7 separate regions of the Mus musculus genome follow, and all the other regions are linked to region 4. A link is a contact called in public promoter capture Hi-C data. All regions are on one chromosome and are shown on one strand. Each heading gives the region's core, a stretch centred on a gene start, on an enhancer-like site or on the middle of the called end of the contact. The rest is flanking DNA. Distances are from core to core; before and after follow the strand shown.

The links. Promoter capture Hi-C pulls out the DNA fragments that hold promoters and counts their contacts.
Region 1: a promoter capture Hi-C map of liver shows a contact between it and region 4, with 2.8 times the contacts expected there. The contact joins the promoter of Plekhb1 here to the promoter of Neu3 in region 4. A contact is called at or near these places in 2 of 39 promoter capture datasets (both in liver).
Region 2: a promoter capture Hi-C map of hematopoietic stem and progenitor cells shows a contact between it and region 4. The contact joins the promoter of Uvrag here to the promoter of Neu3 in region 4. A contact is called at or near these places in 13 of 39 promoter capture datasets (the HPC-7 cell line, cranial neural crest, embryonic stem cells and 8 more).
Region 3: a promoter capture Hi-C map of liver shows a contact between it and region 4, with 2.5 times the contacts expected there. The contact joins the enhancer-like site here to the promoter of Neu3 in region 4. A contact is called at or near these places in 3 of 39 promoter capture datasets (embryonic stem cells, liver and pre-B cells), 1 of 115 datasets of contacts at active chromatin or transcription factors (extraembryonic endoderm stem cells) and 1 of 9 other capture datasets (pancreatic islet).
Region 5: a promoter capture Hi-C map of liver shows a contact between it and region 4, with 2.3 times the contacts expected there. The contact joins the promoter of Coa4 here to the promoter of Neu3 in region 4. A contact is called at or near these places in 2 of 39 promoter capture datasets (both in liver).
Region 6: a contact with region 4 is called in a promoter capture Hi-C map of embryonic stem cells. The contact joins the promoter of Wnt11 here to the promoter of Neu3 in region 4. A contact is called at or near these places in 3 of 39 promoter capture datasets (embryonic stem cells and liver).
Region 7: a contact with region 4 is called in a promoter capture Hi-C map of liver, with 2.0 times the contacts expected there. The contact joins the promoter of Ucp2 here to the promoter of Neu3 in region 4. A contact is called at or near these places in 8 of 39 promoter capture datasets (embryonic stem cells, fetal liver, hippocampal neurons and 4 more) and 1 of 115 datasets of contacts at active chromatin or transcription factors (memory CD8 T cells).

What each region holds. Positions count from the first base shown.
Region 1 is chr7:100,661,056-100,663,755 of GRCm38.p6, reverse strand. It overlaps Plekhb1 (pleckstrin homology domain containing, family B (evectins) member 1), which reads left to right and starts at 1,362. Exons shown (of 9, transcript NM_013746.3): 1 at 1,362-1,598; 2 at 1,764-1,837. The coding sequence starts at 1,820.
Region 2 is chr7:99,139,634-99,142,456 of GRCm38.p6, reverse strand. It overlaps Uvrag (UV radiation resistance associated gene), which reads left to right and starts at 1,313. Exons shown (of 15, transcript NM_178635.3): 1 at 1,313-1,623. The coding sequence starts at 1,507.
Region 3 is chr7:99,169,033-99,171,732 of GRCm38.p6, reverse strand. It overlaps Dgat2 (diacylglycerol O-acyltransferase 2), which reads left to right. Exons shown (of 8, transcript NM_026384.3): 2 at 1,907-2,035. Among named protein-coding and RNA genes, the nearest start is that of Dgat2, 12 kb to the left of the region's middle. Within about 2 kb of position 1,427, at least 15 of the 459 cell types and tissues checked have an H3K27ac peak or open chromatin away from gene starts, as enhancers often do. A contact at or near this core is called in embryonic stem cells and liver, where this site is marked.
Region 4 is chr7:99,827,165-99,829,871 of GRCm38.p6, reverse strand. It overlaps Neu3 (neuraminidase 3), which reads left to right and starts at 1,455. Exons shown (of 3, transcript NM_016720.2): 1 at 1,455-1,714.
Region 5 is chr7:100,535,627-100,538,429 of GRCm38.p6, reverse strand. Coa4 (cytochrome c oxidase assembly factor 4) reads right to left here and starts at 1,330. Exons shown (of 2, transcript NM_183270.2): 1 at 1,238-1,330. It overlaps Gm39058 (a long non-coding RNA gene), which reads left to right and starts at 1,311. Exons shown (of 2, transcript XR_869836.2): 1 at 1,311-1,626; 2 at 2,719-2,803.
Region 6 is chr7:98,837,416-98,840,115 of GRCm38.p6, reverse strand. It overlaps Wnt11 (wingless-type MMTV integration site family, member 11), which reads right to left and starts at 1,271. Exons shown (of 5, transcript NM_009519.2): 1 at 926-1,271. The coding sequence starts at 1,008.
Region 7 is chr7:100,492,034-100,494,733 of GRCm38.p6, reverse strand. Ucp2 (uncoupling protein 2 (mitochondrial, proton carrier)) reads right to left here and starts at 1,376. Exons shown (of 8, transcript NM_011671.5): 1 at 1,269-1,376; 2 at 359-520.

The DNA of each region.
Region 1 (2,700 bases), core at 113-2,612, 830 kb before region 4:
ACTCTTCTGTCCCTGCCGCTTCTTCTATCAGTTACCAGCTGACATGTACCACAGTAGGTAAGAAATTGCCCGGAGAAGCTTTCTATTAGGCCTAATGAGCAACACCAGAGAAGGAAGGTGTCTTTGGTGACTAAATGAGGCTGAGCAACCCACTTATACAGTCAGCGGCCTCGTGTTGGACCCATCTCCTCCTGACCGCTTTAATGCCAGTCACAGGCACGGAGGGAGGTTTGCTTTTGGAACAATCGATGCTTTGCTTCTGGAGAACAGTTACAGCAGTCCCTCTCTAGGCCACTAGAGGACGCGTGTCCCTCTCTAGTAGATGGAGACAGCTGGTCGCAGCCGGTTCACCTAGAGTTCACCAAGCCTAGTAATCCAAACCGCTGGAAACAGCCCAGGCTGAAGCTGCTTTCCGGAGTTGGCGTCATCAGCTGTTATCCTGCGCATCCCCGTGGCTGTTTGACTTAAAAGCCTTTTTTTTTTTTTCCTCAAGGTAACCAGAGCAGCAAAGGAGAATCTTCAGAGCTGCTAATGAGGGAGTCAGATCACCCTGCCCCCAAACCTCTGCGTATGTGCAGGAAAATGAACTTCAGGAGTATCTAGATGAGAATTTAACTGATCATTATCAACATAATAGCGACTATAGAAGTATTTTAGCGGCTTAACCTGCCAATATTCTCGGGAGAGATAGCTCCCTGTCTCCCTTCCTTCCTTCCCGTTCCTTTCCACTCTTCCCTCCTCCCTTCAACTTCCTTCTCTTTTTCTTCCATCTGTCTATTTCTTTTTTTGTTTTTGTTTTGTTTGTTTGTTTGTTTGTTTTTTGTTTTTCGAGACAGGGTTTCTCTTTATAGCCCTGGCTGTCCTGGAACTCACTTTGTAGACCAGGCTGGCCTCGAACTCAGAAATCCGCCTGCCTCTGCCTCCCGAGTGCTGGGATTAAAGGCATGTGCCACCACGCCCGGCTCTTGTTTTGTTTTTTGAGACAGGGTTTCTCTGTGTAGCCCTGGCTGTCCTGGAACTCACTCTGTAGACCAGGCTGGCCTCAAACTCAAATCCGCCTGCCTCTGCCTCCCAAGTGCTGGGGTTAAAGGCGTGCGCCACCACTGCCCGGCATCTGTCTCTTTCTCTCCTTCCTCCCATCCCGGTTATAGAAAGGAGAAAAATTAGTCAAAATTGGGTAGGGTTGAGACTTTCCAGAGACCAGAGAATGAGTTAAAGGCACAGAGATGAAAAACAGCGTAGTTTGAAAGATGCGGTTGCTGGGGCTGCTAAGAGGGGATGAGCTACTGGCTAATAGGATCTGTTGTGCTAAATCCCCCAGAGCACGCACAGCACGAAAGGGCTGAAGCACTGGGGTGGCTCTGGGTCAAGATTAAAGAGACCGGGGAGCCAAGAAGGGAGACTTAAGGAGCCAGGCCGCACAGCCACGACTGGGGAGATGGAGATGGACACAGCCTGCTAGGCCTCAGAATGAAAACTTAGCCCTGCCCTAAACTGGGCCAGAGAACCTGCCTTGCCCCATCTCCAGTCTCCTTTATTCCACCCTCCTCCCTACCCTATCTTGGAGACCTGGATCAACACCACCTCGGAATCACCAGGTGACTTGGCCAAAAACAGAAGGACAGAGGAGATCTCAGCCAGGAAAGCCCGGGAGGGGGCTGGAAAAGAGGGTGACTTTCTTTAGGACTGGTGCGGTCCCTCCCTACCTCTCCCTTCAGCGCCTGCTTGGTAGCTCTTTCCTGATCCCTTTATCTCTAAGGCAGAGTCAAGCCCCACTTCTGGAACCTTCTTGGGGATGCAGCTCTGACCATCAGGAACCATGAGCCCGGCAACCCCGGTAAGGACGAGTTTCTGGGGTAGGAAGAAGTAAGGGGGGGGCTTCCCAAATAGGTAATGCCCTGGTCTCTGGGATTCTCTGCTCCTGCAGAGGTGGGGAATGGACTGAGCTAGTCAAAGTAGCGACTGTGGAGGGTCGGATCCAGGGGACAGGACCATGTAACCCGCTAATCATATGACCTAACCCCCTGTTTTGACCGTATTTCCCCCAGGCAGTCACTATACACACGGTCCACTGCCTCCCAGTCCTTGTTCTAGCCTGGTACCCTCTGCAGCGCTATCCCTTGCCAACCCACATCTTCTCCCCAACCCCTCATTCATCTTCTAAGCCTACTAAAGACCTGGACTTTCCAGCAGTGCTTATGTGAGGTTCTTTGATCCACACTGGGGAAATGTTACTTCCCCTTCACGACCCCTCAGCTTCCTTGGGGAAGCCTTTCTGAACCCCTTGGGCAAAGAGCGACTTCCTCCTGGGTAAGCCACACTCTTTGCATTGGCTACTTTCACCTCCAGTCTCCTCCAGTAGACTGGTAGCTAGAGTTGTATTGGGAGGGCTCCATGCTGCGTTATAGCACTGTGGTGCTTTACAGAGCTAGAGAACGCTAACATCCGAAACCGGGATGGAGCCTGGCTTCTCTCTGCACTCTGTGTGTGTGTGTGTGTGTGTGTGTGTGTGTGTGTGTGTGTGTGTTGTGATGTGTAGTTTGTTTGAAGAGTTGTTTGTGAAGTGGTAGTGAGGAATCTAATATATAGCCCAGTCTGGCTTTACTATGTAGCCAAGGCTAGTCTGTGATTTCCCAGTCCTGCTGTGTCAGCCTCCCAAATATGGTCCACCCCACTCTGTTTTTTTTTTTTTTTCCTACT
Region 2 (2,823 bases), core at 64-2,563, 690 kb after region 4:
ACAGTCCAGGTGGTGGAGAAATTCACACTCTATGGGGACGGGGGAATCAATATTCTGCAAAATGACTCAGTGCTACTTATAGAAGCAATGGCTGTAGCTGCTATTATGGTCAAAGAAGTCTTCAGGGAAGGGAGGGCATTTGAGCTGTACCTTCATATTCATTTCTCTATTATCTGCAAGCAATGCGGATCCAGGGACGAATCAGACAAGGTCTTTTGGTTGAGGAATTCACATATGAGTGTTTGAATTCGGGGAGGCTGTGTGTGTTAAATGACTATTAAAAGACAAAGTGGAGGCTGCTGTGGTGGCACACTCCTGTAGTCCCAGCACCTGGGGAGCTGAGGTAGATTGAGCTACATGGTGAGTGGCAGGTCAGCCAAATCTCGCCCCTCCCCCCGCCCCGCCCCCGCGCAAAGCAAGTAAACAAACAAAGACAACACAATAGAATAAGCAGGTCTGTGGTAAAGGCAAGTTTCCTAATTCGGAGTTTCAGAGAAGTCTTTTGGAAGGACTCCTGCCCCAGCTGAAATACGATGGCTAAGCAAGCGTTAGTCACAAGCAGTAAAGGCTTTCTAGGCAGAGCATAAGCATCCCACCAGCAGAGGTGAGACAGTCTCTTGGCTGGCTGGCACACTTTGTGGCTAAGCTTACTAGTTATAGAAGCTAGAAGGGGCGTGGACTTGCAGGTCTGAGTGGATCACTGAAGAGCTGGTGGACTGCCCGATGGATCTTTGGTCTCAGTGATCGCGGCTCGGTGGCGGCTCCCCCTCTCAGTCATAAAGCGTGGCTTTTTTTTTTTTTTTTTGTACGTGGATGAGAACACTTCGGGAAGTCAGACCATCCATCCATCCCGACTCAGCTGGTGCCAAGCGGGTCCCCGCCCTCCACTGGAGGCTCTGTTACCATAGCAACTAGGTTAGGGCGGAAGTGGCTTAGAGGACTGACTCTCACTAATCAGGTGACTCTCCAGACTTCTGCACGTGACACGACATACCAGGCGCGCGCTCTACCTAATCAAGAAGCCGTCCCTGTTTCACTGACAACTGACAGCGCTCTAGAGCAATAGCCCACGAGGCTTCCCTAGGAGACCACACCCCTCAATAGGGAAAGGGCCAATTAGGCTGAGGCAAAGAGAAGTTACGCCCCAGGTTTAGCCCGGGTTTGACAGACGCAATTGAGGCCATCCTAGAGTCCCTCCGCCCCTAGCCATTGCGGCCGACGACGGACGGGCCCACTGGCCAATAGCACGTCCCTTGGCCGCCACCGGGTCCCGCCCTCTCAGAAACGGAACCAATGAGCACGCCAGCTCTGGGCCGGGTGGAGGGGTTGCACTGCGGTAATATGGCTCTTCCTTAGCCAGCGGCGGTGGCCAGCGCGGGCGCAGAGCTGCTGGGGCTCTCGGTGCCCGGTTTCTAGGCTGTAGGGGCTCTGCGAATCACAGCTCGGGAGGCAGCGGCCGATGCGGGAGGACTGCCCACCTGGCCGCTCGGCGGCTCAGGGGTCCAGATGAGCTCCTGCGCCTCGCTCGGGGGCCCGGTGCCCCTGCCACCCCCGGGCCCGTCCGCCGCGCTGACGTCCGGTGCCCCCGCGCGGGCCCTGCATGTGGAGCTGCCGTCTCAGCAGGTGAGCCGGCCGCGAGCCGGGGGGCGGAGAAGGTTGGCGGGGCTCGCAGGGCTGAGGAGGGCTGACAGGAGGAGGAGCCCCCTCCCCGGCCGTTCCCGCGCTCAGACCCCCGCATCCCTCCAAGAAGGCGCCGGGGAGCCCTGCCCCGCTGGCCGCCGCCGCGCTTTCCCTTTCGCTCCCCGATCGAGGAGTCGGTTTTCTGCACTTATTCTTAGCGTTTCGGGTGCTTCCTTCCGCTCCTCCTGAGGAAGGTATTTGGGACGTTGGGGTTTCCTTTCCAATCTCAGATCCTCATGGCACACTCCACTCCCTCGGGTGAGTGTCTGGAAGGAGGATTTGAAGTAAATATTCATAGCTTGTATCTCACGTGTGTGTGTGTGTGTGTGTGTGTGTGTGTGTGTGTGTGTGTGTGTGTAATAAGGACAAGAGAACACTGACTTTGGGAATCTGACAAAATTCTTGGCAACACCCGCCTATCAGTACATCTTCCACTGGCCTCCCTCAGTCCCTCGGGGAGACTCTGCAGGAACCTTAGCATTGAAGAGGACCTGGAGAAACTGTCAGTCATGGAGAGGTTACCGAGCTGGGTCTGTGCAAAGTGAGCATTGAATCGTCACAACTCCATGAGATAGCTGGTTTTATTGTCCCGGTTTCTCAGTTCTAGGAACAAGCTTGCTCACTGCCTCTCTGTTAGTGTTTCTGGTGGGGATGGATTTCCAAATACAGAGTCTGACTCCAGCTTGTGCTCAGCAGCAATAGTTTGCTTTAGACTTGAGAGCAGCTGCTCCACCACGGTCCACAGGACGAGCTCCCTCAGACCCTTTCTGTAACTTTCCATCCTTGCAAGAGACAGGAAGGAGCCACTTAGGAGCGCAGAGGCTATGGGAGAGAGGGCCAGGCATAGAGTGCATCGGAATGTAAAGGAAAGAGCAATGTTGCACCCCACCCCCCCAACCCGGTGCCGGATGAGGTGCCGGATGAGTAGGGAAGCAACGTTAACTGCAGAAGCAAGGCTCTGTAGTAGGAGAGAATTTAGCAAATCAGAAGGCATGTGCCCAGGTTTTGTAGTGCCATTGGAGAGGGAGTTTGGAGAATATTAGGAGTTGGAAAGGAATGAGGCTTGTATTGCGTTTCCAGGTCGTGGGAGAGGATGAGAGGGTGGCTGGGAGAGTAGTCTGTGGATTGGGCATTAATGTGAAT
Region 3 (2,700 bases), core at 178-2,677, 660 kb after region 4:
TCGCAGGCCCTTGGTTTTGTCTGTATAATGGGATGAGGGTTGAACAAAATGGGTGCTCCTTTCTATTTACTTGTAAACAATTTCAAAACACGAGGGGGACTTGGGACTTTGTTTTTTTTGGGGGCGTGGGGTTGTCAGTTTTGGGCAGGTCATATGACCAGTAAGGAGTTTCTGCATGCCTCCTCCCCATCCCTCCCACCCCCCAGCTGAGTGCTGGCCCAGCTATGGTTGACTTTGCTGACTGAGATGCAAGGCCTGCCAGCGTAGGGTGAAGGTTTCAGGCCTGGGCTTGGGCCTCACTTCCCAGCAGGCTCAAGGTGTCTTCCTATACCCTATGTGCCTTTCCTTAACCACCCCTCCGAACTCTAGCCTGAGGTTCTGCCTACTGCAGTGGTGGGGCTGACAGCAGAAGGCATTTGTCATGCATTTCTTTCCTGCCTAGCAGAAGGCTGAACCCTGGTTCACTCTCTTACTCCATGTGAGACTTAGATACTTCTAGTTGTTTCTCAAATTTAGCACCTGGGAGTATTGTCAACTGCAGAATTGACTCAGTGGACCCTGGCATTTCTAACCTGCTCACAGGTGATATGACGGTGTGTCCTCAAAGAATGCTTTGGACAAGGCATCGCTACAACACCTTTTGTCTTCCTGCCAGTGGGGTACCTGGCCTTGCCTGATAGGCACCTATGCTTAGCCCTCAGCCATTGTTGATGACAGTGATGTAGCCAACCAGCCTTATGTCAGGAGTTTAGACTATATCTTGGAATTTCATTCCTCTTATACATATGCTTGAGACTTGTCCCCACATATAGTCCAGGGAATGAAAGGTCATAAGACCCTTAAGGATATAATTGTGACAGAGTCATTTGTCTTCCCTAGTGCCACCTCTCCTGTAGGCACCAGGCTTCCTGGCGGCATTACCTTTAGCTTTTAGAGTCCAGGGGTCATCCTGGGTCTACAACTACAGAGCCAATTAATCAAGCACACGTTGTCCTGATTTCCAGTCTTGGCACTTGCTTAGAAGCAAACATAGGTACAGCCCTGGATCAGGTGCTTCCGTGTGTCCTGTGTGTCTTTGCTTAAACACCACTCCAAGGCGGGTGTGGTGGCGCACACCCTTAATCCCAGCATTTGGGAGGCAGAGGCAGGCAGATTTCTGAGTTCGAGGCCAGCCTGGTCTACAAAGTGAGTTCCAGGACAGCCAGGGTTATACAGAGAAACCCTGTCTCGAAAAAACAAAAAAAAACCAAAAAAACAAAAAAACCACCACTCCAAACACCAGCTTGGGTTTTATCTGCCATGCTGGGGAGTGTAGCTCTTCACTTTAGGAGAAGTAAGATACCCCCGAATCTTCCCTCAGCCCCAAGCTTTGGGAACTGCATCGAGGATGAATGTAAATCCCTCTTAAGCTGGTAGTGGTCTAGGATGAGAGTCAACTTCATGGAAAGAAGGCTGTCCAGAGTAAAGGGAGTGGGGCAGGGATCCGGAGGCGCAAAGTACACTTGGACAAAAATCAAAACAAAATATTGCAAATTGGATGTTGGACTTCTGTCCTTGGCCTCATAGCCACAGGTATCAAAGACTAAATATTTGTACTAGACTCAGATAAAGGAAGATATGTGTTTGGAGCATAGGAGATGGAAGAGATCTGGCCTCCTATATATGGCCCAAATCCACAGCTTGCTCTTAGCTTCCCCAGTACGACATCCCCTTGTTTTCTATGATTTAGGGAAGGCTGTAAAGCAGCCATCAGAGAGACATTTGGTCGCCGAGTGAGGGTTCAGTTATTTCTCATTCTGTGGCCCACATTCAGCTGTCTAGCCAGGCATCTGTGGGAGGGGTGTTACATTGAGGTGTCTGAGGCTGGGGAGCAGGCTTGTAAACAAACGGACGTCTTCTCCTGCAGGCACTGGCTCCAGCATCCTCTCAGCCCTCCAAGACATCTTCTCTGTCACCTGGCTCAACAGATCTAAGGTGGAAAAACAGCTGCAGGTCATCTCAGTACTACAATGGGTCCTATCCTTCCTGGTGCTAGGTAAGCTCACCTAGGGTGGTGGTGAATGGGGGTGGGGTGGACATGGTTGCATCCAGTGAAGTCATCTTCTTCCCCAGCTGCTTTCCACTCACTCCCATGTTTAGGTCAAACATTCCACCATTAGGCATGCCAGAAACCTTAGTCCATAGATGTAGTATGGCTTCTTCATTTGGCAGCTTTAACTTGCCCAACCTACTTGCCTCTGGTGCTGTGGGCTGCCCGGAGCTCGTGCCCTTCTTATAGTCAGTCCAGCTTATCTGCCAGCCAAGAGCAGGTGTGTTGCTTTGCCGTAGAGCATGCATTGCCAGGTTTGAGACCTACTCTGACTTTCCTTAGGCTTCTTGAGCTCTCAGAACAAGCACGCTCCTCTTGGATGTGAGGGTGCTGCTCACTTGGTTTCGGTAGACATCGTGGGGGTTGAAAATAAGGGTTGAAAGCCATTACACAGAGCCTGCTGGTGGTCCCATTGTATGGATTCTGGCCTTAGAGGGTCCTGAGATCCCAATGCCAGTCCCTATCCCCTCTGCTGGATGACCTCCCCAGGGACTCTCCTGCCCGCGGTGGCTTTGTGACACTATTTGTGCAGGCTGACTGGGTGCTTCACTGCCTGCCGGCTAGAATCATTTGGGGTGAAAGCAAACACTGCTCTCTTGGGACCTCCTCCT
Region 4 (2,707 bases), core at 206-2,705:
AATCCCATCCTGTTATGATCTTGTGTCTTAGGAAAGCCCATCCCTTAGAGCGTTCACTGCCGTACCCATGGTATTTGCTCAGGCTCAGGGATTCAAACTCAGTAGGAGTCAATGTTTTTCCATCCTTTAAGTTAATATTCCATCTTTCCCTTCATCTTTTGACAAATTCCTTTATGTTTTACTTGGTTCCAACAAAAAAAATGAGTTTCAATTGTTTCTCTCCATGTGAGTTCTACTTCTGAGTATCAAGTTCACTTCAAAGAAAGAAGACCCCATATTCTTACACTGGAACTAGAGGAGGCAGCCATTTGGGAGAGAAACTCCTAACATGACTGGGATGAAATAAAAGGAAGTCACTTTGCTCCTTGGTGGACAGGGCCCTGCCCCCTGGCATCCTCACAGGCAGAGGAGGAATGGGGTCCGGCCGAATCGGCCCTGCTGTGCTGCTTTCTATCTTACTGTGGTTAGACCCACACTTGGGGGTGTGATTTCTTATATTATAAGGTGAAGGGTGCTATCATACATCTTACTATTATAAGTCAAATACAAGTCACTCCCCACAGGGTAATGCCACTATGCTAAATGTCCTAGTTCATTATGTTAACCTGGTACATAAGGAACCACTGTGAATTTTGATACCAATGTACTCCACATCTTGGTTTTTATGTTTGTTTGTTTGGGTTTTTGTTTTGGTCGTGACTTTTTCATTTTCTTTTTAGTCTCCTCTGGTAGCCTTGTTGACCTGATGGGTTTTGTTTGTTTGTTTGTTTCGGTTTGTTTTTTTGTTTGTTTGTTTGTTTGTGTTGTTGTTGTTTTTTTTTAACAGTCATTTTTAGCTTTCTTTGTCCCCACCCCTGGCTGATCTCTTAGATGCTGCAGTGTGTCAAGAGGGGCCTTTTCCTCTTTTGATTTTGGTAGGTGGGGAAGAATGGGATGGTCCTTGCGTGTGATTGTGAAACAAGAGAATGGATTCAGTACTTGGTGACAGATACATGTATGTAAATGTGTGTAGACAATATACAATAAGTTATCGAAGGTACAGGAGAGTGAACCTAGGACGTTGCACCTGCTAGGCGAGTGCTCTGCCACCTAACTGGTTTCTCGGCTCTGTTTATACTTTTTTTTAAAAATCTTGCGAGAAGGGCAATTGTTCAGGGTGGCCTTAAACTCATTTTGTAGTCCAGACAGATGAAATTTAACAGTCTCTACCACACTAGCAAAGTCCACAGCCCCGCACCACCAGGCCCTGATAAATATATACATTTTGGAACCTTTTGCAAGGAGAATGTCCAGTGCTTTGTGTGAAAACACCCCCTTCCACCTTTTATCTTTTTAGGAGTCCCCTCTGAGCCTCGGAACCTTTGTTCGACAATTAGACTGTCTAGGGAAGTTTTAGGCGGTGATACCTTCCACAGACCAATCGTTAAGGGCGTGGAGAAGCAAGCAGGGCGGGCACTGCGCGGTGAAGGGGCGTGGCCTGGCCGGGGAGGTTGACACCCAGACGCTGCTCTCAGTCCTCTGGCGCCTGCTCCCCAGCGCATTCCTTCTGCTCCTGGGATATTTGTCTCATTACTGCCAGTTCTTGCGCAGCGGTCACTGGGTTCGTTTCAGCGTCTGTGGTTTCTGTCGCTGTTATCCAGTCTCCATCGCCCCAGCTCAGCTTCAGGCCTTCTTCCGAGACTCCACGGGAGAGCCCAGAGAGCCTCCGGAGCCGGTGAGCTGGGGTGAGAGTCACCCGGAATTCGGCCGGGGACTGTGGGGACCTGCATCAGGAAGGAAGACTGAGTCAGCCAGAATCAGCTAGGACCATTCTACTTTTGCTTTCTTCCATCTAAAGCCAAACTTCAGCTGTAGTTTAGAACTGTGGGAACAAACCGAGACTGTGAAGTCTTCTTACTATAGAGGAGTTGTGGGCGACCAAAAAGGTTCCAAGGTGGAATGTTTTTGATACTAGATTTGCAACTGAGTGGTCTCCCCTAAGTTTTCCTCTTCAAACAAGGCTGACTTCAGAAGTCGTGCTAAACTGTACTCTCCCCAAGAAAGAGAATAGAGAGGACTTGGTTGGAAGGTGAGAGAGTATGGAACAGTAATTAATAATCAGAATTATCTGCTAAAGCAAACAACTCCAAAGCAGACCTGTACTAGATTCTTCTCAGCCCCTAGTTCTGAGCACATAGTTTGGGTGAATCCTTTAGGTGTGACCAGGCCACTGTGTTACCACTGTCATCATTATTATTAGAATAATCATAGTGAAAATTAATGACAATTTAATTGTTGAGGTGATGGCAGAACCAAAACTGAATTGTAAAAAGGTCAGCATTCACAATAATTAAAGACATCAATTTGTATAGTGCCTTAACGTTTATAAAGCATTTTTGAATGGTCCTGATAAGTACACATTACTAACCTTTAACAAATGAGAGCCAGTCATGGGGCCTGGCTCCTGTTAATCCAAGCACTCAGGAGGCTGGGGCATGAGAATCACAAGTTCAAGACCAGCCCAGGTGCTAAGAGGAGGTTGTAATTGATAGAATAATGCAGTGCTTAATGATGGGGCTTGGTACTGAGAACACAACAATGATGTGGTTTCATTGTGAGAACTTCATCAGTGTGTATGCACATCGTATGGCTCAGCTAGGCTGTATGGAGAATATATATATATATATATATATATATATATATATATATATATATATTCCATATATAT
Region 5 (2,803 bases), core at 81-2,580, 710 kb before region 4:
AAGGCTTCAATAGAGATAACTTCAACCTTTGCAAAAAGTTTGTTACGACGGGGTATAAAGGCGCTAAATGCCTCTTTTCTGTCTTATTCATTAATAGGTGGTTACTGTGTTGTGTGTTGGCTACTATATTAAGAGTATACAAGGGCTGGTGAGATGGCTCAGTGGGTAAGAGCACCCGACTGCTCTTCCGAAGATCGGAAGTTCAAATCCCAGCAACCACATGGTGGCTCACAACCACCCGTAATGAGATCCGATGCCCTCTTCTGGTACGTCTGAAGACAGCTACAGTGTACTTTACATATAATAAATAAATAAATCTTTAAAAAAAAAAAAAAGAGTATACAAACAAGACCAAGCTAGAGACAATTCCTGCCCTCATGGAGTTTACAATCTAGGCAAGTAAACTGGAAGTTTACAACAGTATGTACAGACAGCTGGGAAAACGAGGCAGGTCTAATCTGTCAAGACTTTCTAGAGAACCTGACTTCCAGGATGAAACTCAAGGATGAATGAGTTAGCCAAACATGGGAAAACTATTTCTGGCTAGAGGTAGACACATGAGAGGAATCACAAGTTCGATGACTGGGCTGAAAATGTAGTTTGGTAGTAGTACAAATGTCCAACGTGGAAAAGTAAATTGAATTTGATTCTCAGCCTCGTAAAACACTTCAGTAACTGGAGAAACCAGAAGAGCAGGAAATGAAAATTGGCAGAAATAAGTAAATGATTGATCAGCAAAGCTTTGCAGCCCATGTTAGGAGTTTAAGACTATTATCATGAGGAAAAGGGGTAGGTCACAAGACGATTTAAGCACTTCTCTATATAAACCTCACCGCTACGGAGGCACAATAAAAGGGTAAATGTCTTTGCCTGGAGACCTGTATTATTAGGTAGGGCCGTCAACAAATCATACACACACACACACACACACACACACACACACAAAATAAAATCGCTTTAAGATTCACTAGGTAGACTTTGTAAATAGCACTGCAGTATATGTCCAATACATGTTGTCCTCGGTACTCCTTGAATAAAATGAGTTCAACCCATGCTTAGAAATAAGGGCAGGCTAGATGCCTGACAGCTTGGCAAGGCCTTCTAGTAAGGCATGACAAGGAAGAGGAAGGAGAGAAATACAGGCATCCAAGTCCCCTGAAGCACCTCTCCCAGTTTCAGGAGCACTCCCGCCGTCCCCACTGTGCATCCGGTGTAGGGATGCGTGCGCAGTGCTCACCCGCAGGTGCAGAAGAGCGTGCGAGCGCGTTCCGCCCCAGACGCGGGGATTCGTAGGCAATAAGGACGCCCCCTGTTCTCTCCGCAGGAAGCCGACCCAGCGGGAGCACACACGCGGAAGAACAGAGCCCTCTGCAATTCCCATTGGTGAACTCTCCGTGTAGAGCCCGCCTTCAGCCCGCCTCTTCCGGGAAAGGGCGGAAGGAGCGGACCAATGGAGACCGGATCCTAGGGAAGGCACCTTGGATCGTTCTGAGAGACTGTGTACACACCCTCAGGTGACTCCAGGCCACCTGAGAGTGACGGAGGAGGCGGGTAGCCATTATGCCTTTTCATCAGCAAGAGCTCTGACTGGACCCATGTCTGAAGTGTTACCGCATGGGTTGCCAAGTAAGCTGAAGGGCACAGGATCCAGAAAAGGAATTTCAAATGGGACATTTTTCATTCCCAAGTAAAACAAAGAAACATGTATGCACAGTGTGTCCCATGCCATAACTAGGATCTAGAATGCCCTAATTGCTGAAGTGAAAGGAAGAGGCATTTTCTATTTACATTTGTGTATTTATGTGTGGCGTTGAGGTACACGTGTGGAGAGCAGAGAACAGCAAGAATTGATTCTGTCCTAACATGTGGGTCCTGGTCTTGAACTCAGGTTGTATGGTGGCTGGCAACTTTACTCAGGAACCATCTTGCAGGGGCCAAGGGATTGATCTTTCCTCACTCTGCCTGCCTTCTCTTCCCCACTTTCATTGACAGTGCACACAAGCTCCCTGGAGACCCTTTTCTTAACTTTCCATCTCTCTAGGCTTCAGGGTGGAAAGTGAGTTATTGCACCTAGCCATATCCAGACAACTCTAATCCTCTTTTACCTCTGAATGGCATTCTGTGTCATTCCTGACCATTGAATTCTCTCTCTCTCTCTCTCTCTCTCTCTCTCTCTCACACACACACACACAATCAACCTTCCTAAATTCTGTGAGAAAAGCTCATTTTATTGATTATCTGTCATTTCACATACCATTATTATGTTTTGTATCTATTTTTGGTTTTGTTTTGGGTATTTTATTTGTATTTGGGGGGATAGGGTCTCACTATGTAGCAGTAGCTACTGTGTGTAGTAGCTAGCCTTGAATATGTAGTTCAGGCTGGCCTCAAGCTTGTGGCTTTCCTGCCTTAGCTCTCCGAGTGTTGCAATGACAAGTGTGTGCCACCGGGACCAACCTTGAAGCTTAGTTCTTTACTATGATAAGTGAAGATCATCACACATATTTATGATAAATACATATAGATCATCAAGCATATATGTACTTATATATGTATTTACCATATATGTGTATTTATCATATATCTATGTCTGGTGATTTTCACCTGTCATCAGAGAAGATAAAATTCTACTTTATAACCAGTAAACAAGATAAAATTACTTTAGCAACTTTCTCTACATATAATGAACTTCACCTCTAAAACTTTTTTTTGAAACAGGATTTCTCTGTGTAGCCCTGGCTATCCTGGAACTTGATCTATAGACTAGGCTGAACTCAGTCTCCAAGATCTTCCTTCCACTGTC
Region 6 (2,700 bases), core at 22-2,521, 990 kb after region 4:
TAATCTATCAATCCCTTGTTTGATCTGCAGGCTCCCTAACCATGACCTGAGCAAGGCAGACACATTCCTGTTCTTGACTCTCCCACTCCGGGCACTGTACTCTGAGAGTGTCCTCCATATCTCCTACCTGCCAAACTCCTCACTTGTGCAGCCAAAAGTGGCAGCCTCTAGAAAATCTCTGTAACCCTCATGGGTGACCCAACCAGGCTGCCCTCCTCCGAGCCCCGGAGCCTCCACTCTTACAACCCCTGGAAAGTTATTTACAGCCCGGGCTTATCTCTCCCAGCCCAGGGACAGATCCTTCAGGAAGGGGCTGCCTTTCCCCATATCCCACTCCTTTCACACTGCCTACGGCAGCCACCACAGGAGGAACTAGCACTGCACGAGGAAACCAGGAAAATTGCCCCCAGCGACCATTTATCCTTCCAGGACATCCCTTAGCTTCGGACCTTCAGCAGCTCTTTAGGGAGTCTCCAATCAGATCCCAAGGAGCCGGTACTAACTATCCTTCTGACAGACCGAGTACTCGGAGGCCCCAGAAGGTGACACTTCCCCCAAGGTCCCCAGGTGGAAGGGGTCAAAACTCTCTTAGCAGACCTCCTGGAGGCTGACAGGCCATGATCCCGAACTGGACCCTGTGTCCTGAACTGAGCAGACTCTCTCTGAGTTGTGCCACTTGGAGAGGATGTTTCCCTAGTCCCTCACTGGCCTTTGAGCAACCCTGGCCTGGATGAGAAAATCCGCTCACCCACTTCGCAAGCCCGCGGAGGGTAAGAACAGCATATCACAGAAGAAGTCGCCGAGCTAAGAACGGCTCGCCCACGACGCCCAAGCCAACTTAGCCTCGCAGATTTTGGTGGGCTCACCCAACCTCTCCAGCTTCTCGCCCAATGGCCCATTGGAGTGAAAACGGAGTCCTACTTACAGCCACTTGATGCCATAGCACACGCCGGTGTGGAGCGCCAAGGCAAAGAGCAGAGCCTCGCAGACCTGCGGCCGCGCCCTCATCGTCGCGCGCGCCCGGCGCTCCCGGGGGTCGCACCCTGCAGGAGCCGCACCGAACTCCGCCGCCTGCAGGCCACCGCTGCTGTTCCTGCGCGCACGCCGCCTGCAATCACGGAGAACAGGGCGGCGGGTTAAGGCGGCGCGCGGGCTGGGAGGCGTTTTATTCAAATTACAAAGGAGGGGTCGGGCCGGGGAGGCTGAGCGAGGAAGGAGTCCGCTCTCTCCCCGAACCGCCCGAGACCCGCCGGCGTCAGGCTCGGATTAGGTGAGACCCTAGCGCGGCCGAGGGCGTGTCGCCCAGGGCAGATCAGGGTTGAGCGGCCCAGGAAGGACAGGGTGAAGCAGATAGGAGGTTCTCGGGAGACCCAGCAGAGAGTCTGGAGAGGACCGCAAGGAGGAGACCCCACCACCAGCAGCAGCGCGAAAACCAACTGACGTAGCGACCGCAAGGAGAGGAACTGATCCGGAATATGATTTAGGCTCCTATACTAATCCACGATATCGATTATTAGTTATTGCAGCTTTAATGAGTCTACAGTTTATTCATCTGCGAATGGGGTGATCTGAGCAGAATTCTCCTTTTACAGAGAACAGTCTCCCAGTGTAGCCAGCCATCTTTACTCCTCTCAGACCTGTGATGGGTATTGTCACTCCATCCATCTCAGATGAGGAAACCGAGGCCCAGAGATGTGGAAACATCTGTTCAGTTAGTTGTTAGGCTGTTCAGTTAGTGAGCACCCGTCTGGTGCTGGGCTGTTGAGCTATTTTGTCTACCTGTGCCGGGTAAGCTAAGGGCAGGGAGAACACAGAAGACGGTGCTATTTCTGGGCACCTACTTTCCAGTAAGGGAAGGGGAAACTGCAAAAATGGGGTGGAGGTGGGTGCTCTTTACACACTGAGGCATCTCCAGCGCCTGAAGAGCTACTTCAGACTTGCCACTTCAGTGCCTCGGTCCGGACGAGGCAGCGCCAAAGCTCCCTAGCAGAGCAGGGAAGCTCCAGGCCTGCAAGAGGTTGATTCTGGGACCGCCAGGCGGCGAGCTAGGGCCGCGGAGGAGCCGCCACCCCGCCCGCTTGCAGCCTGCGGAGCTGCTTTCTGAGGCTTGACTCCCTTCTCATCATTCTCACCTCATTAACTCCCTTCCAGGCTTCTCCCAAATTTACCAACACCTGGCATTCGCCCCGAGTCATACACAGCCCCTCTCCTCTCTGGAGCAGCAAGGACAAAGGGATTCCTTCCAAAAGGGTCTACAGAGTCTGAGGAAGGAGGTGCCAGACTTGGGGGGGGGGGGGTCTCTGGAACAGGGAAGAGCGGTTCTCATCTGGCTCTGTGAGTTTGGGCAATTCCTCAACCACCCCAGCCTAAGTTTTCCCTTTTATTAAAAAGCAAAGACCTGGACTCCAGCTTTCTGATCTTCGTCTGATCTTCTCTCTGTATCCGCTATTATTATACATACCTGTGTAGCCTATGCACGCCTGTGTGTTTCAAATGTACAGGCTTGAACACACACACACACACACACACACACACACACACACGTTTGAAACGTCATAGTTTTCTGGGGCCTTCTGGCAGAATCCAGAGGAATTCAAGCAGAAAACCTTGAATTACCCCCCCCCCTTCACAGAGTCCCCCAAGTCTGAAATGCTTGGCACAAACACGACTCCAAGCTGGGGTCTCAACGGGATTTTTGGT
Region 7 (2,700 bases), core at 127-2,626, 660 kb before region 4:
CACACACATGCACACGTGAGCACACACGTGAGCACACATACACACCACATACACACACACCATAACACACACACACACACACACACACACACACACACACACACCATAAGCTTCTGCCCCAGCTCTGCTGTTGACTGCCAAGGCCACCTGGAACCAGTCCCCACCCCACTCAGGTTCTCCCCTTATACACTGGGGTCCGCCATCTTTACGGGCCAGAAGGTGATCAGGGATGAAGAAGGGGATTGCTGAGCTGTGAAGAGGCTCTCATCAGGGTGGGAGGAGGGGAATTTTTATTGTCTTGCTGAGCAGCCCTAGGCCCCAGGCCTGAGAGAAGGCTTCCTTAGCCGGGACTCCTTACCTGGAGGCTGCTTTGAGGTCTCAGGCTGAGGCCTCCAAGGTCAAGCTTCTCTAAAGGTGTCTCGTTCTTCAAAGCTGCCGGTGGCTACCATGGCCCGATCCCCTCGATTTTCCATAGAAAATGGCTGGGAGACGAAACACTTAAAGTTCATACTATTGTGTCCTGTGGGGGAGAGGAAGGAAGCCAAGTTTAGAAAGGAAGATTGTCTTTGCAGGACCACCGCCCTGCAAGGAAGGGTCATCTGTCACACAAGTCCTTTCAGACAGCCTTGCTGGGAGGGACCCATGCAAGGCTCAGTTCTCACTCAGAGCAGCCAGGGTCTAGGGGAAGAACTCAGGAGTCTTTACTCCCACACGTTGGCTCACTTCCAAATTTGTTTCTCAGACAGTTATGTAGACAGGCAGCTGTGCTGTGCCTGGGGGATACAGTCACAAAACTGTTGAGTGGAGCATTATATCTATTTGTGTTGAATCAGGATAAGGCAGGTCCAGTCTCCCTGTGTCCCTACTTCCACCTCCGGCAGGCAGCCACATAAGATAGTGTAACAAAGGCCAAACAAACTCCAAGGCTCCTCCAGGCACAAACAACCCTTGATACAAGAACAGGCTTTAGGGCACATGGCCCAGAGCCTCCTGGTGACAGTCATTCTGATCTTCGCTGACGTGAAAGCCCCTTCCCCCACCCCGCCCGGGTCAGGCTGGGAACATCGAGGCTGAGGGGAAGAAGTAAAGAGATGAAGGTTTTAACCTTCGACCAACTGGACGTCAGAGGCAAATAACAAAGGGCGTATTTAGGAGGAAAGAAACCTAGAGAGGGCAAATTAGGACTCCAGGGAAGGGAAAAGAAAGAGAAAAGACAGATGGAGTGGGAGAGAGCAGGTGCGGCCAGCGAAGGGATGGGGCACGCTCACCGGACCGCAGGAGAACACAGGAGTGCAGAAGGCTGTGTCCGACGGCGGGAGAGTGGTGGCTGCCCAGGAAGCTGGCGACCCGACGACACCGAGGGCGGAACTGACAGTAGCTGCGAACCCGCGCCTACAGAACTTAAGTCTAGAGGGCGTGGTCGGGGCGTGGCGTGACGAGGCGGAGCCAGGGCGGCCCACGCCCCCGGGTGAGGAGGCGTTTCCATCTGTGGTTGCCTGAAACCCCTAGGTCCCCCCAGAGGCTCCAGTCTCAGATCTTCCCCTTCTATTCCCGGGGCAGACAATCTCTTTGTGAGGACAGGCAGACTGACTGGCCAGCTGCTCTGGATCGCGACCCCTTACCCCTTCAAGTCTCCCCTCCCCCTCCCTGCAAGGCACCTGGGGACCGGGCGGAGCGCGGGCTTCGGGGACCGGAACAAACCCGGGTGTGGTGACGGGGCAAGGCTGGCGTTCCCGCCTTCTGCCGCTCCCAGTCAGGTCCCGGGGGACACTGGCACCTAACGGCTGGAGTGGGGCGAGAACACCTGGCCTCCCCTCCCCTCTGCACCGAGTGCAGCCAGGCTGGCGCCCCGCAAGGAAGAGGGCAGGGCAGAGCCTCGCCTGTTGCACTCCAGCCCAGCGAGGACAAACTCAGCAGGTGGACGGGACCTCAGCGAGATAATGGCCACGTAGGAGTGGGGGACGTGAAAGCAATACTTGGGCCCTGTGTCGGGGACTAACGTGCATTGTGGGGGTAGGAAGCAGGTCTCAATTTGCCTCAATTTGTGTTCAAGCTTTGGTACTCTCCGTCGGTTTCTTCTTTTGTTTTTATCCTCCTTAGCCCCGGAGTTTTAAGAGATTAGATCAGGGCGTGGAACCCTTTTTGCTTGCCTAGGAATTAGGCGCCCAAGAGCAGGAAGCCGGGGACCAGGGGTCCGAATATACTATAATAGAAGCTCAAGTAGGTTTGGGCTGCTGTGGAAAGTGCAGTGGGAGGAGGGGGCTGGGTGAACGTTTGTGGAAAGCAATTACTATGCATCAGGTAGGCGGCGCAGGCACCTAACGATAATCTTTCCAGGTCATCATTAACCATTATTTTCCAGAACAAGAAAGTGTGAGAGGCCCCAGACCTTAATAGGACCCCAGACCTTAGCACATCTGACTCCATGATGGAAGTACCATTCAACTGTAAAACTCAGCACACAGACAGAACCATCAATGTCCATCGTTCTGGAAAAATCTCTAAATGTACTGATCTTACCTTTTGGCTTCTGTGGTTCCACTACTGGCTAACTTGTTTTGTTAGCTGAAGTATGTCACCCTAAAACATGGGTTTTGTGCTTAAAAACGTACCCAGGAAAGGATCCTGAACACCCAGTGTGGCTTTATTAGCCAGCTGGCTTACTTTAAACAAGACTAGATAAAATAAACCTTCACTATC